Linked DNA regions of Sus scrofa: region 1 is linked to region 2. Evidence: chromatin contacts called from public Hi-C data. All regions are on one chromosome and are shown on one strand. The core of a region is the stretch at or near the end of the contact, and the rest is flanking DNA. Distances in the headings are between cores, read along the strand shown. Region 1 holds the start of STAT6 (signal transducer and activator of transcription 6, interleukin-4 induced). Region 2 holds the start of ZBTB39 (zinc finger and BTB domain-containing protein 39).

Region 1 (7,343 bases), core at 3,807-6,306, 110 kb before region 2:
ATGGAAATACCATAATTGGCAAGACCAGTGAGATTCATCCCCTGAATGCAAGGGAGGGGAACACCTGTACAAAATCCAGACTTTGCCAACAAGGGAGAAAGAATGCTGAGCAGGCATCATCAATGCTTGCCCTGATGGTCATACAAATTCCTCTTCTTTTTAAAGGCCAGCTATTTTTCACCTTCCATTGAGAAGATGTGCAGCATACTCCTTAAGGGCATCAGTGCTTATGCCACACTAACTGGGTTCAAATCCCAGCTTACTTGCCAGCTCTTTGGCTTTGGGCAGATTACTGGGTCAAGAGCTGTAATAATTAGAGAATAAAGACAAAAAAAAAATAATTAGAGAATAAGAGGCTAGAGATTTGGAAGATGGAGGGGACAATTAATGGGACAGTGCCTGGGGAGGCAGAAAGAAGGGCCCTGAGCACAGGTGGCAGATCACAGTTTGGACAGGGGCAGAGACAGGGACACCCTCTCTTCTGAGCCTGTAGGGAGCTGCAGGTGCTGATGAAAGGTCTGTGGGCAGGGAGCAGGAAACTGGAGGAATTTCCAGTTCCTGACCCAGCTCTTGACCCAGTAATCTGCCCAAAGCCAAACCAATGGCCTCTGTTTCCTTTAATATAAATGGTGAGTTGATATCAAGGTGGATGAAAATTTGGGGAGAATGACAAAGGCTGGGGAGACAGAGCTGTCCAGGGGCCCACAACATCTTTCCATACTTCTTCCATGAACTTTTCCTTCTATCCCCCAGTCCTCCATAAATCCCAGGTTGCTGCCCAGTGCTCCCGAATGTGGTACTCACTCATCTTGTCTGTGAAATGAACTGAGCTCCTGCCATCAATCCATCACTTAGTTCTTAGTGTATGTAAAACATACACCAGTATATGCAAACTCAGTGTAGGGAGTTCCCGTCGTGGCTCAGTGGTAACAAACCCGACTAGTACCTGTGAGGGCATGAGTTTGATCCCTGGCCTCACTCAGTGGGTTAAGGATCCGGTGTTACCGTGAGCTGTGGTGTAGATCGCAGACATGGTTCTGATCTGGCATTGCTGGGGCTGTGGTATAGGCCAGCACCTATAGCTCCCATTCAACTCCTAGCCTGGGAATTTCCATATGCCAACTGGTGCAGCCCTAAAAAGCAAAAAAAATTGGAAAACAAAACAAAACAAACAAACAAACAAAACCGCTTAGTGTATGTAAACCTAGTGTAAAGCCCAGCACCAAGTGTACAGGAAACACTCAGTAAATGGTAGTCTTTGCATTCACTGACAAGAATGAATGTTGTTTTTTCTAGCTTCACAATGGTGTTTACAAGATTATATGTGTTCCTGCCCTCCAGGAGCTTATGTCCTTGGAGAAGGATGTACCCATAAAACAATTAAAGAGCAATGCAGGAGTTTCCATCATGGCACAGTGGAAACGAATCCAACTAGGAATCATGAGGTTGTGGGTTCCATCCCTAGCCTCACTCAGTGGGTTTAAGGATCCAGCATTGCTGTGAGCTGTGGTGTAGGTCATAGATGCAGCTCGGATCCCGAGTTGCCGTGGCTGTGGTGTAGGTCAGCAGCTATAGCTCCTATTCAACCCCTAGCCTGGGAACCTCCATATGCCACAGGTGTGGCCCTAAAAAGAAAAAAAAAAAAGGGCAAAGCAAAGTGATATTGGATTTGGGAAGGTTACCAACATCCAAATGGTGCTTGTTTCTGATCACAACTAGCACTGAAAAGTATCTTTTACATCAAGACCTACTAGAACTCACATAAATTTATAAAACTGAAACAAGTTTCATTAGACACTACTTATCCTAACTATATGTGATGCATTCTGATATTTCCTATTCTACCTACTTGGTTTTTAAGAAATGCTGGTCAAGGCTCACTGTCACGGGTTGAACTGTGTCTCTTGAAAATTCTTATATTAGTCTGTTGAATTCCTATGTCTCTCAAAAATTCATATTCACATGAAGAACACCAAGGATCTCAGAATATGACCTTATCTGAAGAAAGGGTCTTTTTTCTCTTTTTAAAGCCACACTTGTAGCCTATGGAAATTCCTGGGCCAGGAGTCGAAGCAGAGCTGCAGCTGCTAGTCTATACCACAGCCACAGAGATGCAGCATCAGAGCAGCATCTGTGACTTTTGGCAACATTGTGATGATCAGTGAGGCCAGGGATCGAACCCCCATCCTCTTGGATACTAGTTGGATTCTTTACCCACGGAGCCACAATGGGAACTCCTGGAGATGGGGTCTTTACAGAGGTAATCAAGTTTAAATGAGGTCCTTAGGGTGGGCCCCAATCCAATATGACTGGTGTGCTTGTAGGGAAAATTAGGAGTCAGACTTGCAAGCTGGGAGAACACCAGGTGAGCTTGAAGATGGCCATCTACAAGACAAGGAGAAAAGCCTGGAACCAATCAATTCTCTTTCAGCCCTCAGAGGGGACCAGCCCTGCCAACACCTTGATTTTGGTCTTCCAGCCTCTGGTACTGTGACACAAAGAAATCCTTTCATTGTTTAAGTCCCCCAGCTCCTCGTGCTTTGCTTTTGTTTTGTTTTGTTTTGTTTTTGCCTTTTCTAGAGCCACTCCCGTATGGCATATGGAGGTTCCCAGGCTAGGGGTCGAATCAGAGGTGTAGCCTCTGCCAGAGCCACAGCAACGCAGGATCTGAGCCACGTCTGTGACCTACACCACAGCTCATGGCAATGCCGGATCCTTAACCCACTGAGCAAGGCCAGGGATCCAACCTACAACCTCACGGTTCCTAGTCATACTCATTAATCACTGAGCCACGACGGGAACTGCCATAAATACTATTTTCTTACCAGTAGGTGCCCCTCACCTTCCTATCTCCCCACAAAAGAGCCGAAGTTAGAGACTGCATTCTCTCTGCCCCTTGTCTTGCCAAAGTTCAGGGGGACTTGGCCTCCCAAAGACCCTTAGATGGTGAAGCCTGAATTCAGCCACTGTCTGCGCTGCTGACAGGCTGAGTGGGCACCCGGGAGCACACAAAGCGCATGCGGCTTGAGCACCTTTGTGCACACAGTGCGATCCTAGCATTGCCTGTCTTCTAGATCCATGGACAGATCCCCTCCCCACCAGCTCCATCCCAGCCCTCCCTCCTCTTCAAATGGCTGCTTTCCTGACACAGTAAACACACATACCTCCAATAGACTCTTTGTGGTGGTAATATTACCCTCAAATCTGGGGACTCTGATGTAGGATAGAGGCCCTTCTGCCTGGCTTATTCTGGGACATAAAAATAGTGCCTGGAGTTCCCATCGTGGCTCAGTGGAAATGAATCTGACTAGCATCCATGAGGATGCAGGTTTGATCTCTGGCATTGCTCAGTGGGTTAAGGATCTGGCATTGCTGTGAACTGTGGTGTAGGTTGCAGGTGCAGCTCGGTTTCCGTATTGCCAGCAGCTGTAGCTCCGATTTGACCCCTAGCCTGGGGACCTCCATATGCCACGGGTGTGGCCCTAAAAAGACCAAAAAGTAATAATAATAATAATAGTGCCTAACGTTTACTATGTGCCAGGCATTTTTCTAAGCTTTCACATGTATTATTGCATTTCACTCTCACACTTTGTAAGTCAAGACTATTATTTGCTCTGTTTTACAGATGGCAAAACTGAAGCACAAAGAGTGAACTGCCCAGAGTTGTGCAGTTAGCAGCACTGGCAAGATTTGAACTCACGTAGCCTGTCTCCAGAGGCCAGGGTCTTAATTGCTATCCTCTGCTGCCTGGCTGGTTGCCACCTGTTCCACATGAACCCAAGTGGAAGGAGCTGGGCTTTGGGAATCTGTTCAGACACCAGGGGGCAGCATAGGCCTGGCTTTGGCCCCTGAGCCCAGCCCTGTTTGGGGAGAAAGGAGGGGAGTAGAAACCACCTCCCATCTTCCACCGCCCCTCAGAGACCACCCTTTGCCCACACCACTTCTCAGGTTTAGGGGCCTGAATAGCTCTCGGAGTCCCTTGGCCTTCTCCAGCTCCTCCTCCAGCAAAAGCTGCAGAAACCATCCACTAGTTATGATGATGACTCAGAAGCTGAGCAAGCCTTGTGTGTGAGTGTGTGTCCCCTTGTGACTGCATGTGGCTCTGAGTGCAGACATGTCTTCGAGACTGCCTGCACGTGTGTGTAAGTATGTGTGCGTGTTGGGGGGGGGAATCTTGTGGCCAGGGAAATTGTGTATGTGTGTTTGTTTCTGGGTGTGTCTCAGTGTTTACCCCAGAAACAGTTGGGAACTTTGCCAAGGCTGCACAGCAGATTCATATTCAAACTTGACCCTTGGGAATCAGGCAGCAACTCCAGCTTTTGCTGGCTCCCACCTGGGTCTGAGAATAGTCCCCTGTGAAGAGGGGGCAGAGATGACTTTCAGTCCGAGGACCCCTGGAGTCCTCCAGCATTCTGAGCTTCTGGGTCCCCTCCCCCACACGCTCCCGTCAGCGGTCACGAGACCTCTAAGGCGGTCCCCACCTAGAAGGGAGGGGAACCTAGGAGTTCCGGACGGAGTAGACTGGAGCTCCTTGCCTGCTTTCAGGGTCCTCCACTGGAGGGAGCGCAGAGCCCTGAGGGGTTTCGTCTTCCAGAGGCCCCGGGGGGAGCCCAGTCCCTGGTGAGCCCAAACTCCAGCCCCTGCGAAAGTTTTGAGTATGAGAGAGGCAGTATGTCTCTACTTGACATTAGGTGACTTTCTAGAGAAAAGTTTATTGCTTTTATGGGGGACAGGGTAAATGGGGATCAACCTCCCTTCCAGCCAGGCCCCAGGGCCCCCCAAATCCCAGTCCTGGCTCCCCTCACCCCATGCTCCCCTCCCCGGGACAGGAGGCAGATACGCTCACCCCACTTTCTTCCTCTTCCTCCTCCAGCCCACTTTCTCTTCTCTGTGTCGTCAGAGGTCCAGGGAGGGACCTGGGTAGTCGGAGAAGCCGGAAACAGCGGGCTGGGGCAGCCACTGCTTACACTGAAGAGGAGGACGGGAGAGGATTTTGTGTGTGTGTGTGTGTGTGTGTGTGTGTATGTGTGACTGTGTGTGTGTGCGTGTTTTCTTTTTAGTGGTGCTGGAGGGAGGGTGCTAGCAGGGCCAGCCCTGAACCCGCTGGACAGAGCTACAGACCCATGGGGCCTGGCAGTGCCCGCTGAGAGAGGGAGAAGACAGCAGAGGGGTTGCCAAGGTGAGGGGATACCTCCAGGAGGGGGGGTTGGGGGGCATCTGACTATGAGTGTGTGGGGGGTGGGGGAGGGCCTCTCAGAATCCTCCCTGGGCAGAGTGGATGGTCCCCAAGAAATTGTTTCAGCTGGGGCTGGTCGCTGGTGGTACTGAGTTTTGGCAGTTTCGAAATATCAGAGGAATCTGGGCTGGGTACAGGCCTAGCACTTCCCCCCTCAACCCCTCCATGCCGTGGTTCACTTTTTCCAGCCCCTCCCTCACCCCCACCCCCACCCCCGCGTCCCTGCACCTACAGGGACGCGCAAAGGCAGGGAAAGGAGGGAAAGGAGGTGTCCCTCTGCCGTCTGCGGTGGGGGAAAGTGGCTGCCCCTCCCTGGTAGGCTGATGCCTGGGCGTAGTGGGTCTTGACAAACCCCTACCAGGCCCCCCCATAAAGGTTCCCGTTCAAGGGTGTGGCTAGGGGGTGAGCGAGCCCCAGATGTAGACCTCATGGTGCCCCAGAGGAGGGGGAATTTCCCCCTCAAAACTGCTCCACGCTGGTCCCGGCGCGTCACGGAGTTAACCCTCCTCGTGCTGACCTGGCTCCGCCTCCCCGCATCCCTCCCCGCCCCCACCTCCACATACACACATTGGGCAACTCGGAGAAACTCTTTTGACTTTTGATCCTGTGGTCCCACGGTCAGAGGGCTCAGGAATGTCGGAGTTGAGCTGAGGTTTAGGCCACGAAGCCGGGCTGATGAAGATCCTGGACGTGGGGCTTCCCTTCCCTATTGGGAAGGCAACACTGGCCCCGCCCCCTCACGCCGGGGCTCCTCCCTCCCTGCGGCTGTTCAGCGGGGCTTAGAGCAGAAGGCGTCTCTGGCCTGGCAGGCCAATGGACACGGCCTTGTTATTGTGTGTGGGCGGTGGGTGTGGGTGGGGGAAAATCTAGCCCCTTGCAGTCTGGGGATGGAGGGGGGGAAGATTTGAAGCCAGAGCCGGGACAGGAAGCTGGCCACTCAACAAGAGGATGTAGAGGAAAGGTGGGGCTGCCTATGGCTTAGGGGTCATCTCAGTCCCCAGTAGGGTAGGGGTAGAGGGTCAAAGGTCTGAACACCTTGAGAAACGAGAGAGGAAGGGACAAGAAAGGAATGGAGTCCTCCCTTGGGTTGAAACACCAACCGAAAGGCGCCCCACCCCAAGGCGGGCGTAGAGAAAACTCTATTAGAGGACCCTGAGCAGGATGGGGGAGGATTCTGCCTTTGGGAGAAAAGAGCTCACGGGGAGAGGGCCTGCGGGGAGGGACTGGAGTGTCTAGAAAAGGGGCCCCTCTGTTCTCCATCCTTTTGCAAGAACTGGGAGAGGGGAGAGGCTAAAAGTACAGCCGGAGGACTTGGGGTTACTGGGTTGGGGGAGACCCAGGGAGTTTCCATCCCCATCCTTTCTATCATCTCTGAGAAGAGGGACATTTTGAGAAACATGAACTGAGAGACCCCTGGGAAACCACTGGTTTACCCACTCCTCCCTGCAGCCCACCCAGAAATGGGGAGGCAATCCTTTTCCCTACTCCCCCATCTCCTTTCCTCTTGCCCCTTTTCTTCTCCCCCTTTTCTAGCCTCTCCCCCTTCTAGACTTTTCACTACAGACTTATTAACCCTGATTTTTCTCCAGTTGCTCTCACCTTCTTCCTGAGTTCTCTCTGCTTTTCCTTTATTTATTTATTTATTTATTTATTTATTTATTTATTTTTTGCCTTTTCTAGGGCCGCACCCGTGGCATATGGGGTTAGGCTAGGGGTCTAACCGGAACTGTAGCCACTGGCCTACGCCAGAGCCACAGCAACGCAGGATCCGAGCCATGTCTGCAACCTACACCACAGCTCAGGCAACGCCGGATCCTTAACCCACTGAGCAAGGCCAGGGATCGAACCCGTAACCTCATGGTTCCTAGTAGAATTTGTTAACCACTGAGCCACGATGGGAACTCCTCTCTGCTTTTCCTTTTGCTCCATCTCCTCTTCAATTCGCCTCCAGCACACGCCCCCCGTTTAGGATTATGGGATTTGGATCTGGAAGGGATCCTAGCTGCATGATGTAATAGTTAACCCCATTCGGGTTCAAATCTTGATGTCCAAACTCAGCAAGTTGGAGAATCTCCTTGAGCTTGGTTTCTCTACCTGTGAAAGGGGA
Region 2 (7,390 bases), core at 2,053-4,552:
TCTTTCCTAGGGCAGCACCCGCGGCATGGATATTTTCTTGAGTTTGATATCAATCTAACCCATTCCAAGACCAAATTATCCTGACACAAGAGTCTTTGGGGAGTTCCCGTTGTGGCTCAGTGTTTAACACGAATCCAACTAGGAACCATGAGGTTGTAGGTTCGATCCCTGGCCTCATCAGTGGGTTAAGGATCCGGCATTGCCATGAGCTATAGTGTGCGTCACAGTCACGGCTTGGATCCCGCCTTGCTGTGGCTGTGGTGTAGGCTGGCTGCTACAGCTCCAATTAGACCCCTAGCCTGGGAACCTCCATATGCACTATAAAATACCATACAGTCTCCAACCCAGTGGCACATCCCTCTTAGGTATTAGTTTGGCTCCAAAAGACCTAAAACCTTAGCTAAAAATATTACAGGATCCTTAAGATCTGAAGAGTCAAGCACAATACCATCTAGTATACCTGCCTATTTTATGCCTATGAACTATGATCCCAGAAGTTTATGTAAATAACCAGGCCAAGTTAAATGCAAATAAATTGATATGTTATCTTTGGGAAAAGATGGGAATCATTGTAGAGAGAAAAATTATGTTTTCACCTTTGTAAACTTTAGATTCTAATTCTGCTAATTCTCTTTGAGGCTTTGCAATATACCTATAAACTGGATTAGATGCTAAATTCTTCTAGTTTCCTCAAATATCTGGGTACAACACTCCAAACTAATGTTTCCAGTTTTCTCTCATCCTTCTGACTTGGAGTCACTAATAACAAAGAATGCCCTTAAAACTCCTTGGAAAGGACTATACCAGGTCCTACCAGATGGCAGCCAAACTTCAGAGACTTGAACCTTGGGTCCAAATCCCCCACTAGAAAAGGGGTCCTTCAGATTTTAGGAACTGTGCACCAGCTGGAGATTTCAAAATCAAATTGACAAGGGAGAAGGGTAAATGACATTGACGTAGACTTCTACACAAGACACCAGATCTAGACTTCCTACTTTAACTAAACATGCAGCCCTTCTTTTCTTTCTTTCCTTTACTCTGGCTTTGGTCTGGAAAGGTAACACCATCATCCATATCTCCTAGGCAATTTCTAAGAGGGGTAACACTTCGGTGCCAATTTTGTCATAAAAACTCTGATCTGTCCATTAATAGTGCCACCTTAATAAAATTTGTTTGTGCCCTGACAGAGTTTATGTTTGTCTATTGTGATTATGATTCTCCTCGGGTCTAGGGAATGCCTGAAAATGGCTAGTGCATAACTGGGTAATGCCTTTTAGGAAACTGCGCACTTAACTGTTCACAGACAGACACCTCCTGAATTTGGTCAACTCCCCTGAATTTACATCATCAAATTAGAAAGGACCTACCAGCTGGCTTTCATGATTCAGGATTTGCTTCCTTTGGCAGGTCCCTCCTCCTGGTTAGGAATGAGTACAGATGAGGCTATGATCAGGAATCTCTCCTTAACTCTAAAAGATTTTGCAGAATCTGCTGCTAAAGCACAAAAATCCTTACACTCTCTGGCCAAAGTTGTTCTTGATAATAGGATAGCCTTCAATTATCTTTTAACTAAACAAGGAGGTATCTGTACTATGGCCAACACCACCTACCGTACCTAAATTGATACTTCTGGGGAAGCTGAAACTCAGCTACATAAGATTACTGAACAAGCCTCTTGGCTTAAAGAGGTGACCCCTTTAATGGGTTCTTTCTTTGACTTGTTTAATTTTGATTGCTTTGGGTCTTGGGGACCATGTGTCTGAAGCTCACTGCAGACATTGGGAACTGTCCTGTTTATAATAATCATAGTAGTCTTGTTGGAGCCCTGTATTCTCTCAAAAGCTTTAAATGCGTGTTCTCAGCTGCTAACCACCAAGCAAATGCTCTCCCTGAAACTGGAACATGAAAAAAGGAATGAAAAAATATGACCAACTAAAAAATTGTGAGCCTGAAGTTGTGCTCTGTGAATACCACACAGATTCAGCCAAAAAACTTTCATGACCTGCAAATGCTGTGAGGAGAACTTCAGAGCTGGTAATGGTGCTAATGCCTGGATTTAGATCACATCTCTCAGTTAAGCTCAGGTAGTTTTGGGTTGATGACAGTTCTTGAGCAGGAGCATTTGGAGGGTAACTGCACTAAAGGAGAAGGGTGAGTGGAAGCAGAGAAATCGAGTTCTAGGAAGAGCTGGGGAAGTAGGAGAGGAAAAATTATTTCCCCTCTACCTTCAAGGTTCTTGACTGAGTAGTTAATGAAATATTAACAGAAAAAAAAAGAAACAGAAATTTAATAACATATATACATGGGGGAAACCCAGGAAAACTGAGTTTCTAGAGATTTAGTAACCCTTCTCTTCCTGGTGCAGAAAGCTAGACACCCTTACAAGTGGACATTTCCCTTATAAATGTAAACGTCTCTTAGAAAAGAGTAACTTCAACTGTTTTCTCCCCTATCTGCTGCTTCTTAGTAATCCTGGCAGCCAAGGAGGCATATTTTGGGGTGTCAAGTTCTCCCCTCCAGGGAAGACAGACTGCCAGAAATAGGCCTGAGCTGCCAAGGTGCAGTGGGAGCCTGTGAATTCCTTCATTTGGCCACCCAGCTGGAAGGAAGAGACGCAGTGAATTTTCAGAGAGTGGTCCACCAGGGGTGCAGCCCTCAAGTGCTGGTTCATTCATTCAAGCCGACTTCATTAAGCACCTACCATATGGAACAGTGGTGTGTGGTAAGCGAGGGGAGGCAGTAGTGCGCAGAATCACAGACCCCTGCCTTCCTGAAGCTCACTGCCTAGTGGAGGAGATACAAATTAACCGAATAATCTTACAACTTTATGTAAAATTACACAGCAGACATTTTGAGAGTAAACTTCTGGGAATATGAGAGTAGAACAGGGGAGGCGATTTAAGCTTAGAGTTGGGATAGGATTCTTCAGGTATCAGCCAAGGAGGGAGTGGTCCTACACCTGGAGATGATCAGGGCTTCAGAAAAGCCCGGCCTGGGGATGGGGATTTGGAAACATCCCCCCTACAGCCCGCTGGGGGTCCAGCGGCAGTCCCAGGGCCGCGCGGTGGTTGGAGGCGGGGCCTGGCGGGGAGGCTGGTGGCGGCCGCAGGCTCGGAGGCTTCAGCGGGCTCGCAGGGCGCCCGGCCCCGCCGTGGGGGGGCGCTGCCTCCTCCCGGGCGGCTGGGGGCGCTGCGGCCGAGCGGCGGGGGGCGCTGCCTCCTCCGGGACGGCGGGGGGCGCTGCGGGCCGGGCGGCGGGGGCGGCCCGGGCCGGTGCGGCGAGCGGCTCGGCGGATGGAGAGTCTGGCCGCGGCCGGCGGCGCCGCCTCCTCGTCGGGCCGGGCACGGCGGGCCGGGGCCTTTGTGTGAGGCGGCGGCGGCGATGGTGCGTCGGGTCCCGCGGAGCCGGGTAAGTACGGCCGGGCCGAGGGCTGCCATGGCCGAGGCCCGACCCCCGTCCTGCTCTTTCTCTCGCTCTCGCTGAGCACCCTCCTGCTCGCCCCACTCATTCGGACCTATGGTTCCCCCAGCCGCGCGCCGACCCCGGCCGGCCCCGCCGCCCATCCCTCTGCCCTCGTCGGTCCGCGCCCCGCCGCCACCTTGGCCCCCGCTCGAGGTCGCCCCGAGGAGTCCCCCGTTGTTTGGGGAGGGACCGAGGTGCTCGGTACTCCGCAGATGGAGTGCCCCAGGCCGATCCAACGCCCTTCCTCCTGGATTCGACCCTCCGGAGGGGAGACTGTGGCGCCATGGGGTTGTTGGGGTGCCTTCTCGAAAGTTCCGAAACCGCCCCCTCCCTCTCCCCACTCGGGCTTCCCGGTGCCCCGACCTGCTGACGGTTGATGTTTGGCCACCAGGGCCCGTGAGATGCCTGGCTGGTACCCAACAATGCTCCTAAAGCTTCCTGGGCCCCAGAAAAAGTTGGGAGTTAGTCGAAAGTGGTGAGATGGGGAAAGGGGCCGTGTTGCACAGGGCTAGTCGTGAGGTTGAAGGAGAAGGCGACTAGCTTGTCTTCCTTCGATGTGTAGGACTCAAAAAGGAGAAAAAGTGGTACTGAGCAGTACTTTAGGAGTTACCTATATAACTAGATGCTTCTTACCGGCATCAAGTAAATCTCTTAGTTCTGATCAGAAGCATAAATCCTGAAAGGGGGGGATTGAAGCATATTTAGGTAATATTAAATACCACAGTTATGCTCTGCTTTGCTTTACTTCTTTGGTTCTGAGTGCTTTACTTCACCCGCAGCATACAGGGAATGTGAGAAGCGTATCCCAATGGCTCTAGGCTGTGGAAGAGAGCAGAGGAGGCAGGTATTGCAGGTAGAGAGAGATGGGAACTCAAGAATGAGCAAGAGGTTTATTTAGGGCCTGAAAAAACACAGCAAAGATAGGAAACTAAAGCATAGAGCATCCTTATCTTTTTTTCAGCAGCTAATGGAACTTGATAATTGTGTTCAAGTATGTATATGGCATTTGGCATCGTAAGGGAAGAGAATATACTCAGTGAGATAGGAAAGCTTGTAGTCAGGAGGAAATTAATATGAGAAAAATTTGAGCCGGTTTCTCTGGTAATGCTAGAAGACTGCGCCTGAGAGGATGCTTCTGGCTTGGTTTTAAGGCACAAGCTTCGGTTCAGTCAGGCCTACAGCCTCTCTTACTAACTCTTAAATAAAAACCAAGCTAACAGATTTTTTTCAGTACTTCTTGATTTTGTTATGATGACTCTGTCTTTGGAGATATGCAGGGAGAGAGGTCACTGTCCTGTCACTTTTGCTGTCTTTGCCCCCCAGCAGGATGGAGCAGGTGTATGCCCATTCACTTCTGCTCTCTTGGAAACCTGCAGACTGGTGGCATTTTCCCTTGAGGAGCTCATCACCTGCAGGGGTGTGTTTGGCCACCCACCTTTTCCTTTTGCTGTCCACAGATTAACCGTGCTGATAAGGAGGCCACTTCGTAGGAGCTGCTAAGATGGGCATGAGAATCAAATTGCAAAGCACCAACCACCCCAACAACCTGCTGAAGGAACTCAACAAGTGCCGGCTCTCAGAGACCATGTGCGATGTCACCATCGTGGTGGGGAGCCGCTCCTTCCCAGCCCACAAAGCCGTGCTGGCCTGTGCGGCTGGCTACTTCCAGAACCTCTTCTGAACACTGGGCTTGATGCTGCCCGGACCTATGTGGTGGACTTCATCACCCCTGCCAACTTTGAGAAGATTCTGAGCTTTGTCTACACATCAGAGCTCTTCACGGACCTGATCAATGTTGGGGTCATCTATGAGGTAGCTGAGCGTCTGGGTATGGAGGATCTCCTTCGGGCCTGTCACTCCACCTTTCCTGACCTGGAGAGCACTGCGGTGGCCAAGCCCCTGACCAGCACCAGTGAGAGCCACTCTGGAACCCTGAGTTGTAACTCCGCAGAACCTGTCCCTCCCCTTGGAGAACTCCGGGGTGGAGGGGAGCACTTTGGTCCTGATAGGAACTGTGTGTTACCTGGTGATGCTGGAGGAAGCTATAAAGAGGACGAGAGAAATGTTACCAGTGACACTAACCATAGCCTGCCTCTGCCCCAGCAGCCACTGCCGCCAAAGACAGAAGACCACGATGCCCCTGCTCCTTTCACATCTGTGCCCAGTATGGTGACCCAGCCGGTTCTAGGTACTGTCAGCATGGGCATCCAAACCAGCACGAGCTCCTGCCAGCCATACAAAGTCCAGAGCAATGGAGACTTCAGTAAAAACAGCTTCTTCAGCCCTGACAATGCAATAGACATTACCACTGGGACCAACTCCTGTCTGAGCAACAGCGACCACTCCAAAGACCCAAGCTTTGGGCAGATGGATGAGCTCCAGCTGGAGGACCTTGGGGACGATGACTTGCAGTTTGAAGACCCCACCGAGGAGATAGGCACAGCTGAGGAGGTGATTGAATTGAGTGACGACAGTGAGGATGAGCTGACTTTTGGAGAGAATGACAACCGAGAGAATAAGGCCATGCCCTGCCAGGTGTGCAAGAAAGTTCTAGAGCCCAACATTCAGCTGATCCGACAGCATGCTCGGGACCACGTGGACCTGCTGACCGGCAACTGTAAGGTCTGTGAGACCCACTTCCAGGACCGAAACTCTCGGGTGACCCATGTCCTGTCCCATATTGGTATTTTTCTCTTCTCCTGCGACATGTGTGAAACTAAGTTCTTTACCCAGTGGCAGCTGACTCTCCACCGCCGGGATGGAATATTTGAGAACAACATCATTGTCCACCCCAACGACCCCCTACCTGGGAAGCTGGGTCTCTTCTCAGGGGCAGCCTCCGCAGAGCTGAAATGTGCTGCCTGCGGAAAGGCATTGGCCAAAGATTTCCACGTGGTCCGGGGCCACATCCTTGACCATCTGAACCTGAAGGGCCAGGCTTGCAGTGTCTGTGACCAGCGCCACCTCAACCTCTGCAGCCTCATGTGGCACACCCTCTCCCATCTCGGCATCTCGGTCTTCTCCTGCTCTGTCTGTGCGAACAGCTTTGTGGACTGGCATCTCTTGGAGAAGCACATGGCTGTGCACCAAAGCCTGGAAGACACCCTCTTCCGCTGCCACTTGTGCAGCCAGAGCTTCAAGTCAGAGGCTGCCTATCGCTATCATGTCAGCCAGCACAAATGCAACAGTGGCCTTGATGCACGGCCTGGTTTCGGGCTCCAGCACCCGGCTCTCCAGAAGCGGAAGCTGCCAGCAGAGGAGTTCCTGAGTGAGGAGCTGGCGCTGCAGGGCCAGCCTGGGAATAGCAAGTATAGCTGCAAGGTGTGTGGCAAAAGGTTTGCCCACACAAGTGAGTTCAACTACCACCGGCGGATCCACACGGGCGAGAAGCCGTACCAGTGTAAGGTGTGCCACAAATTCTTCCGAGGCCGCTCAACCATCAAGTGCCACTTGAAGACACACTCCGGGGCCCTCATGTATCGCTGCACGGTCTGTGGCCACTACAGCTCCACCCTTAACCTCATGAGCAAGCATGTCGGTGTGCACAAAGGCAGCCTCCCGCCTGACTTCACCATCGAGCAGACCTTCATGTACATTATCCATTCCAAAGAGGCTGAAAAGAACCCGGAGAGCTGACTGGGTCCCAGCAGAGCCGGGGGAGCCCCCAGGCAGCAGCCAGGACATTGATTATCTAATGGCTGTTGGTCCCTCCGCAGCGGAAGTTACAATTTTGCCTTGCTCTAGGAGTTCTGTTCTGTCCTGTGTTTAAAGAAGAGAAAAAGAAGAAATAGCACATGAACACTGATACTGTTTCTGAGAAGCAACGGCCCTATCATGTTTACCTCCTTACCTTTTCCTGCCCATGGAGGGCTGTGTTTTTGATTTTTTCGAGGCTGGTTTTGGGATCTTGTCAGGCGCTTAGCATCAA

Evidence for each region. Hi-C and Micro-C count contacts between places; a contact is called where the count stands out from the background.
Region 1: a Hi-C map of skeletal muscle shows a contact between it and region 2, with 3 times the contacts expected there. A contact is called at or near these places in 3 of 5 promoter capture datasets (fetal liver and liver), 16 of 47 Hi-C or Micro-C datasets (brain, embryonic fibroblasts, epiblast stem cells and 10 more) and 2 of 2 datasets of targeted methods (alveolar macrophages and skeletal muscle).

What each region holds. Positions count from the first base shown.
Region 1 is chr5:22,419,161-22,426,503 of Sscrofa11.1, reverse strand. STAT6 (signal transducer and activator of transcription 6, interleukin-4 induced) reads left to right here and starts at 5,056. Exons shown (of 22, transcript NM_001197306.1): 1 at 5,056-5,179.
Region 2 is chr5:22,312,229-22,319,618 of Sscrofa11.1, reverse strand. It overlaps ZBTB39 (zinc finger and BTB domain-containing protein 39), which reads left to right and starts at 3,302. Exons shown (of 3, transcript XM_005663904.3): 1 at 3,302-3,408; 2 at 4,920-5,138; 3 at 5,141-7,390. The coding sequence starts at 4,964. The coding sequence ends at 7,098.